Linked DNA regions of Mus musculus: region 2 is linked to region 1. Evidence: chromatin contacts called from public Hi-C data. All regions are on one chromosome and are shown on one strand. Each heading gives the region's core, a stretch centred on a gene start, on an enhancer-like site or on the middle of the called end of the contact. The rest is flanking DNA. Distances are from core to core; before and after follow the strand shown. Region 1 holds the start of Cela1 (chymotrypsin-like elastase family, member 1). Region 2 overlaps Slc4a8 (solute carrier family 4 (anion exchanger), member 8).

Region 1 (2,955 bases), core at 55-2,554:
TTCAGTGAGGCGGGTGAGGGGTTGGCACCAGCATGGTATGCAGCATACAGCGGAGCGGCAGAAACATGAAAGGCCACGCCACAAACATGGTGGAAGGTTAGCAACCTTCTGTGCTGTGGCAGTCTGGCACTTTGTCTGTGTCTCTGTGTCTCTGTGTCTCTCTCTGTGTGTGTCTCTCTCTCTCTCTATCTCTCTCTCTCTGTCTCTCTCTCTCTCTCTCTCTCTCTCTCTCTCTCTCTCTCTCTCTCTCACACACACACACACACACACACACACGTTTGAGAGTCTATGACCACAAGACTGGTATATAAATTCATCCCCCGCCCCCAATCATTTTGTATTTAGACTCCCACCTCAGTCTTGTTCCACACATGGTTAAAATCTAGAATTAGACAGCAAGTGAGCTGCCTGCTGGTAAAAACACATATACACCTAAAATACATTTTTGGGGGTGTGTGATGCACAGCATCTTTTGTTTGGGTAAAAGCCTGGGCTAGAGCAACACCCACCTGAGACGGCCAAGAGTTCCTCCGGGCTTCAGCCCCTCCAACCACGCGGGCGTCAGTTTCCGGAACGTCCTCGGTACTGTGTCCTTTGTGGGGCAGAGAGCGAGTGATGACTAAGCGTGGGTCTGGCCGGGTGGGGGGTGGGGCGAGGCAGCTACACTGTGAAGACTGTTAGCTTTGTCTGCAGATTTACTGCTCTCCCCCAAAACACTGAGGGGCCAGTTCTGAGTCATCTGTGCCCCTTTTGCTTCTTTTGAAAACAGTGCCTCAGAGTGCTTTCTTTTCCTCTGGGGTGTCTGAAGTGTCTGGGGTGTCATTTTCCCTTGCCATGAAAGTCCTGCCCAAACCACTAAGCTAGGGTCCACTGGTGCCTAGGCTCACCCCCACTCAAGGCCACCGCTCAGCTGAAGGAAACCCCTCCCGGGCTTCAGGAGGATTCTCCAGGAGCAGTGTGCATCCAATCAAGCAGTGTCTGGGCATCTTGCAGCCAAGAGGGCTGGTGGGGAACTCCCAAGGGGCTCCTTCTCTGCCTCTTGACTCAACCTCCTGCAAGGCCAGGCAGTGCGCCTCAGCGCCTGTCCTTTGCTCAAGGAGAGTAAGGCTTTTGCTAGGCTGACAGACACAGCTTTCTGCCTTCCTCTGAGATAGAAAGCCAGCCAGGGCGTAGAGACTTTATGATCCTCCCTGCTCAAGTCCACCTCCCTCAGAACTTGGGCCAAATGATCCACTTACCACACAGGACCAGGGAAGCAAACACCAGGAAGCGCAACATGTTGTGGAGAGAGTAGACCACTGTCCCCTTGCCATGAACCGAGCCCTCTTTATACGCCTCTTATCAGCAGCTTTGCTGACCTTCCTCCTGCCAGCTGGGCAGGGCCATGGGTAGAAGGCAGGGAAAAGCGCAGGTGACATGAAAGTACAAATGAACAAAATTTTAAGTCAACTCATTTATCTGATATTCAAAGACAGAACAAGGACGGCATCCACTTAACCCAAGTCAACTGAGTTGACCTCAGTTGAGACGCAGCCTGCAAATCCTTAGCGGGCTTTCGAGATGGCTGAGAGGGTGAAGCCGTTTGCCACCAAGCTGACCACCTACGTTCAATCCTCGCAACTCACATGGTGGAAGAGTGGATGGATTCCTGCGAGTTGTCCCCTGCTTGCCACACGCATGCCCTCATGCACACATGGACACACCACAAACACATAGATAGGTAAACACAATAATAAAAAATTCAAAATGGGACTGGAGAGATGGCTCAGAGGTTAAGAGCACTGACTGCTTGCTCTTCCAGAGGTCCTGAGTTCAATTCCCAGCAACCACATGGTGGCTCACAACCATCTGTAATGGGATCTGATGCCCTCTTCTGGTGCATCTGAAGTCAGCTACAGTGTACTTACATAAAATAAATAAATCTTTTTTTTTTTTTTTTAATTCAAGATGAAGAATGAGGATTGCTTTTTTTGGTCATATGTGCCCCGTGTTGTCCGAATCTCTCCCATCACCCACCACTGTCCCACTGTCCACTGTGGCACTATACATACAGAGACCTGTCCTGTGCACGTAGGGATTGGGGTTTGGGGAGCAGGTGAGGCATGGCACCTTCTCTATGTCCAAAGAGGGAGATGGGTTTGTCCACAGCACAGAGATGTAGGCTGAAACCCAGGAACAGAGCGAAGATGATGCTATGAAGAGGAAACAGGTCTGGAAAGGTTCCAGAGGGAAGCTACTCTCAGGGCAAGAGCATGTGAGCAGGAGGGCTGAGAGCACAGCAGGGGAAGGACCAGCAGAAGAAGGAGGTCAGAGGGTGGTATGCCCCAGAGAGTATAGAGGGCCATGAGCGGGGCACAAGATGGCCGGCCTCAGAGCAGAGGACTGTGGGAACAGTAGCTCAGAAGCTGCCAGGCTTCCCCGGGACCCTAGTTACCTTTGAACCGGAGTCCAGGTTTTGGGGCTGCAGGGTTGGGAGAGGCTGGGGAAAAGGCTTATAGGAAATCTGTCCCCTGAGCCTTCAGGAGAGTCAATGCCCAGGTAACTTGAGTGGCTCCATCTGCAGCTCACCTTCAAGCATCCAGAAACAGAGGTGATCTCAGGGAGAGGGATGAGCTGGCTGGGGAAACCAGGCCTCCTCATCCTCATCCTCCTCGTCCTCCTCGTCCTCCTCATCCTCCTTCTTGTCTTCCTTCTCCTCCTCCTCCTCTTCCTTCTCCCCCCCTCCTCCCTTCTTGCCTCTCTGGAGACTGGCAGGCAGTTGCTGGTCCAGGATACAGTGTTCAAGGAGCAGCGTGAGAGCTTCTTGACATGTATAGCCAGGCATCACAGACTCCAGTGTCCCCCTCAGCCTTTAAGGGCAGGACCAACTCCATATCTGTCTCTGCTCTTGGCCTGGTGCAGAGAAACCCAGTCTGTATGCACTTGAAAACCAACCTCCTGTCGGGGGTGGTGGTG
Region 2 (2,865 bases), core at 49-2,548, 89 kb after region 1:
ATCCTGGGGGCAGGGCGGGAGGGGCTGGCTGGATTCCTAATCACGGCTCCTCATTAGTGGTGGCATTCCTTATCCTGGAGGAAGGTTTGTGTCCGGAGCAGCTTTAATAAGGAGCCAGGTCCATCTCTGAGTGTGAGAGAGGCCACTGCGCTTCCCCTGCGCGCTCCCTGACTGCTATGGTTCAGCTTCCGATGCTCAGACAGCTTGCGATGGTGTGTTCTCTCTGAGCTGCCTGTTCCCGCTGTGGGCTTTGCATCAAACTGGTCCAGGCCCCAGAGAAAACTCAGCCTTTGGATGGGGAACAGAGGAAAACTGGGGGGACTGACTCGGCCTCTGGGTCGTTTCCCTGAGAATGTGTGTGGGTGGCGGGTAGCGGGTGGGGGGTGGCACTACATGGAGTAAGGCCTCTCTGAGTCAGGCACTTCATACCAACTCTCCTTTTTCCTCTGTAGTCTGTTAATGTCACCCGGCAAGAAGATCACTACCACAATTTTGAGGCAAACTTGAAGCAAGCTTTATTAAGTACTGGCCAGAACAGTGGTCACCGACCAGTCCCACACCCAGATTCTCAGAGTCTGGCATTGGAGTGCATTAGCCAGGGCTTTAAAAAGGCAAAGCCCACAAGGCTGCGTATCTCCCGCCTGCATCCAATCAGGGGCAGGCATAGTTCTTCCTGCCTGAGTACCTCCTGCCTACATGCGATCAAGCACATCTGGTGTAGTTGGGACACCCAAGCTTGTTTACAGAAGCAAGCAAATGCATGACTTGTTATCATACATGAACAGCAGTCCCCAGCACTCAAGGAAATTGTCTGTTTTTGTGCTATAGCAGGTTAGAGGGTTTGTTTTATAGCTCTCTTAAGCACAGTTATTTAAACATAAGCCCTAACTCCAGCCCTCACAGTACCTCAGGCATGTGCTGCTGTGTTATCCTCTGTGAGCTGTGGGAACTGATTGGGTGGCAGGGGAGACTCATGGAATCCTCTCTCCTCAGTCTGCCATGGAGCAAAGCCGGCAGAGCTAACCTCACCGCCCTGCCGCATCATATAGACATACTCTGTGACGCACCCCAGAGTGTATTGCTAGCAGCTCCGCCATCCTCTGGCTGTTTCCCTGTAGACCTTAGTCCTCCACTGAGAAGGGAACATGTGTGAGTATTTTCTGTGTCCTTGGGAATAGCATAACAAACTCCCACAAGCTGTCTTGGATTTTGAAGGCCAGGTCTCACCCATCAAGGTCAGCTGCGGAGCTGTTGGGAGCAGCATCCCCAGATGGCAGCATCCCCAGATGACATCACCCCTTTCTGGTTCATGCTCTCCTCTGCTGAGAAGAAAGCTGGAGGATGACACACTGTGGAGGGCACTGTGTGGGAAGTGGCCTTTTGGGACCAGATCCTTTCGAAAACTTGAATCTCTCCTGTTAGCGCTTAAACTGTAGACTACATGCAAGTGGGGTCCCAGTCCTGAAATGTCAGAGCCAGAGAAGAGGAGAGGGACAGGAATTTTCTGAGGGTTGGGTATGCTATGGGTCCCACCTAGACTCCCATGGAGGTGAGACTGCATGCAGGGTGGTGGCATCACCTAAAGGCACACAGAGAAAAATGAAAAAACCAGCCTAGCTTTAGTAGAGGATGCCATAAACTGCTCTGGGGCACATGCCATCTCTGGGGATTCTGGGGCTGCCGAGAAACCCCACGTCTTCTTTGCCCTTTGTTTTGCATACCTACCCATGTTCCCGTATACCATTCTCAGAGCCATTGTGACAGTAAACACGGGTCCTTTTGAGTGAGCTGATTCTGTCAGTAAGAGTTACTGTCGAGAGCAAATGTGAACAGAGCTTTCCCGAGATGACTCAGAACAGCAGTGCGCGGTGCGTCTCGGGGTGGGGTCTCTCGCCCCCTGTATGAGAGGAATGGCTCTTGTGTGTGTGAGAGGAATGGCTTCTCCCATTTTTCCTGGCAGACCATTACTCCCGATTAAGTGCTAGATTTATGATTCTTGACGTCAGCTTAATGCGTTCTAATACACTCTTAACAAAGGCAAGACCCGCTTGGCCGTATTTAAAACTTTAGAGGCTTGTGTGTGTTCCACGTGTAAGACTTCCCCTGTGCCAACTGACTTGGAGTCACCCTGTAAGCCCTGGGGAGCAGAGCATCCGTTAGTGCTCACTAACGAGCTGCGAGCTGCGAGCTGCGTGTGAGTGCTGGGTAAACAGTGCACAGGGCGGCGCGCTCCACAGGCCCCTCTCTCTGTGGATGACTCATGCCTGAGATTTCTCTTCTGCTCCAAAGATCCAGTGTCTCATTCATGGCTGCTCGTGTGTGTGTGTGTGTGTGTGTGTGTGTGTGTGTGTGTACATTCTACATTCTTAATTTTAAAAACATCAACATCTTTCTTACAAATGTCACTGAACCAGGTGCTTTATTAGCGCGCTGCCGGCCTCAGTAGACTCAGTAGGCTCTGGCTGACTGAGGAAAGGAACGAGAGGCTGGATAAGAAGGAGGGGTGGTGGCTGAGCTGCTGGGCTGGGCTGGGCAGTGGGTGCCTGCTTGGTTGGATGACTAGTGAGGTGATCATAGAGTTAGGTTGGTGGGGTCACCAGACTGACAGAATCCAGCTAGCGGCTTGGGTTTTATTTCCCAGTGTCTGTTTGCCGTCTGTTCTGCTAATTTTACTCAGAAAAATCGGAGTCCTTGTTTCAGAAACCCTAGCTCAGAAACTGACAGGCCATTTTTGTGATAGCCATTTGGTCTCTCCCAGCTCCGACCCTGCTGAACTAGGCTTCATTTTTGGCCTGTCTCTCTGGTGTCTTCCAAAGGCAGGGAAAGGCGCCTCCTCTCCTCTAAGATGGATGCTTTTCCTTCCTA

Evidence for each region. A called contact is a pair of places that touch in the nucleus more often than the background predicts.
Region 2: a Hi-C map of the N1E-115 cell line shows a contact between it and region 1, with 2.7 times the contacts expected there. The contact joins the enhancer-like site here to the promoter of Cela1 in region 1. A contact is called at or near these places in 4 of 39 promoter capture datasets (3T3-L1-derived adipocytes, fetal liver, macrophages and 1 more), 1 of 484 Hi-C or Micro-C datasets (the N1E-115 cell line), 2 of 115 datasets of contacts at active chromatin or transcription factors (the HPC-7 cell line and thymic regulatory T cells) and 3 of 9 other capture datasets (adipose tissue, liver and pancreatic islet).

What each region holds. Positions count from the first base shown.
Region 1 is chr15:100,686,616-100,689,570 of GRCm38.p6, forward strand. Cela1 (chymotrypsin-like elastase family, member 1) reads right to left here and starts at 1,305. Exons shown (of 8, transcript NM_033612.2): 1 at 1,239-1,305; 2 at 510-592. The coding sequence starts at 1,278.
Region 2 is chr15:100,775,328-100,778,192 of GRCm38.p6, forward strand. All of the region lies in intron 2 of Slc4a8 (solute carrier family 4 (anion exchanger), member 8), which reads left to right. Among named protein-coding and RNA genes, the nearest start is that of Gm52175, 11 kb to the left of the region's middle. Within about 2 kb of position 1,299, at least 27 of the 459 cell types and tissues checked have an H3K27ac peak or open chromatin away from gene starts, as enhancers often do. A contact at or near this core is called in the N1E-115 cell line, where this site is marked.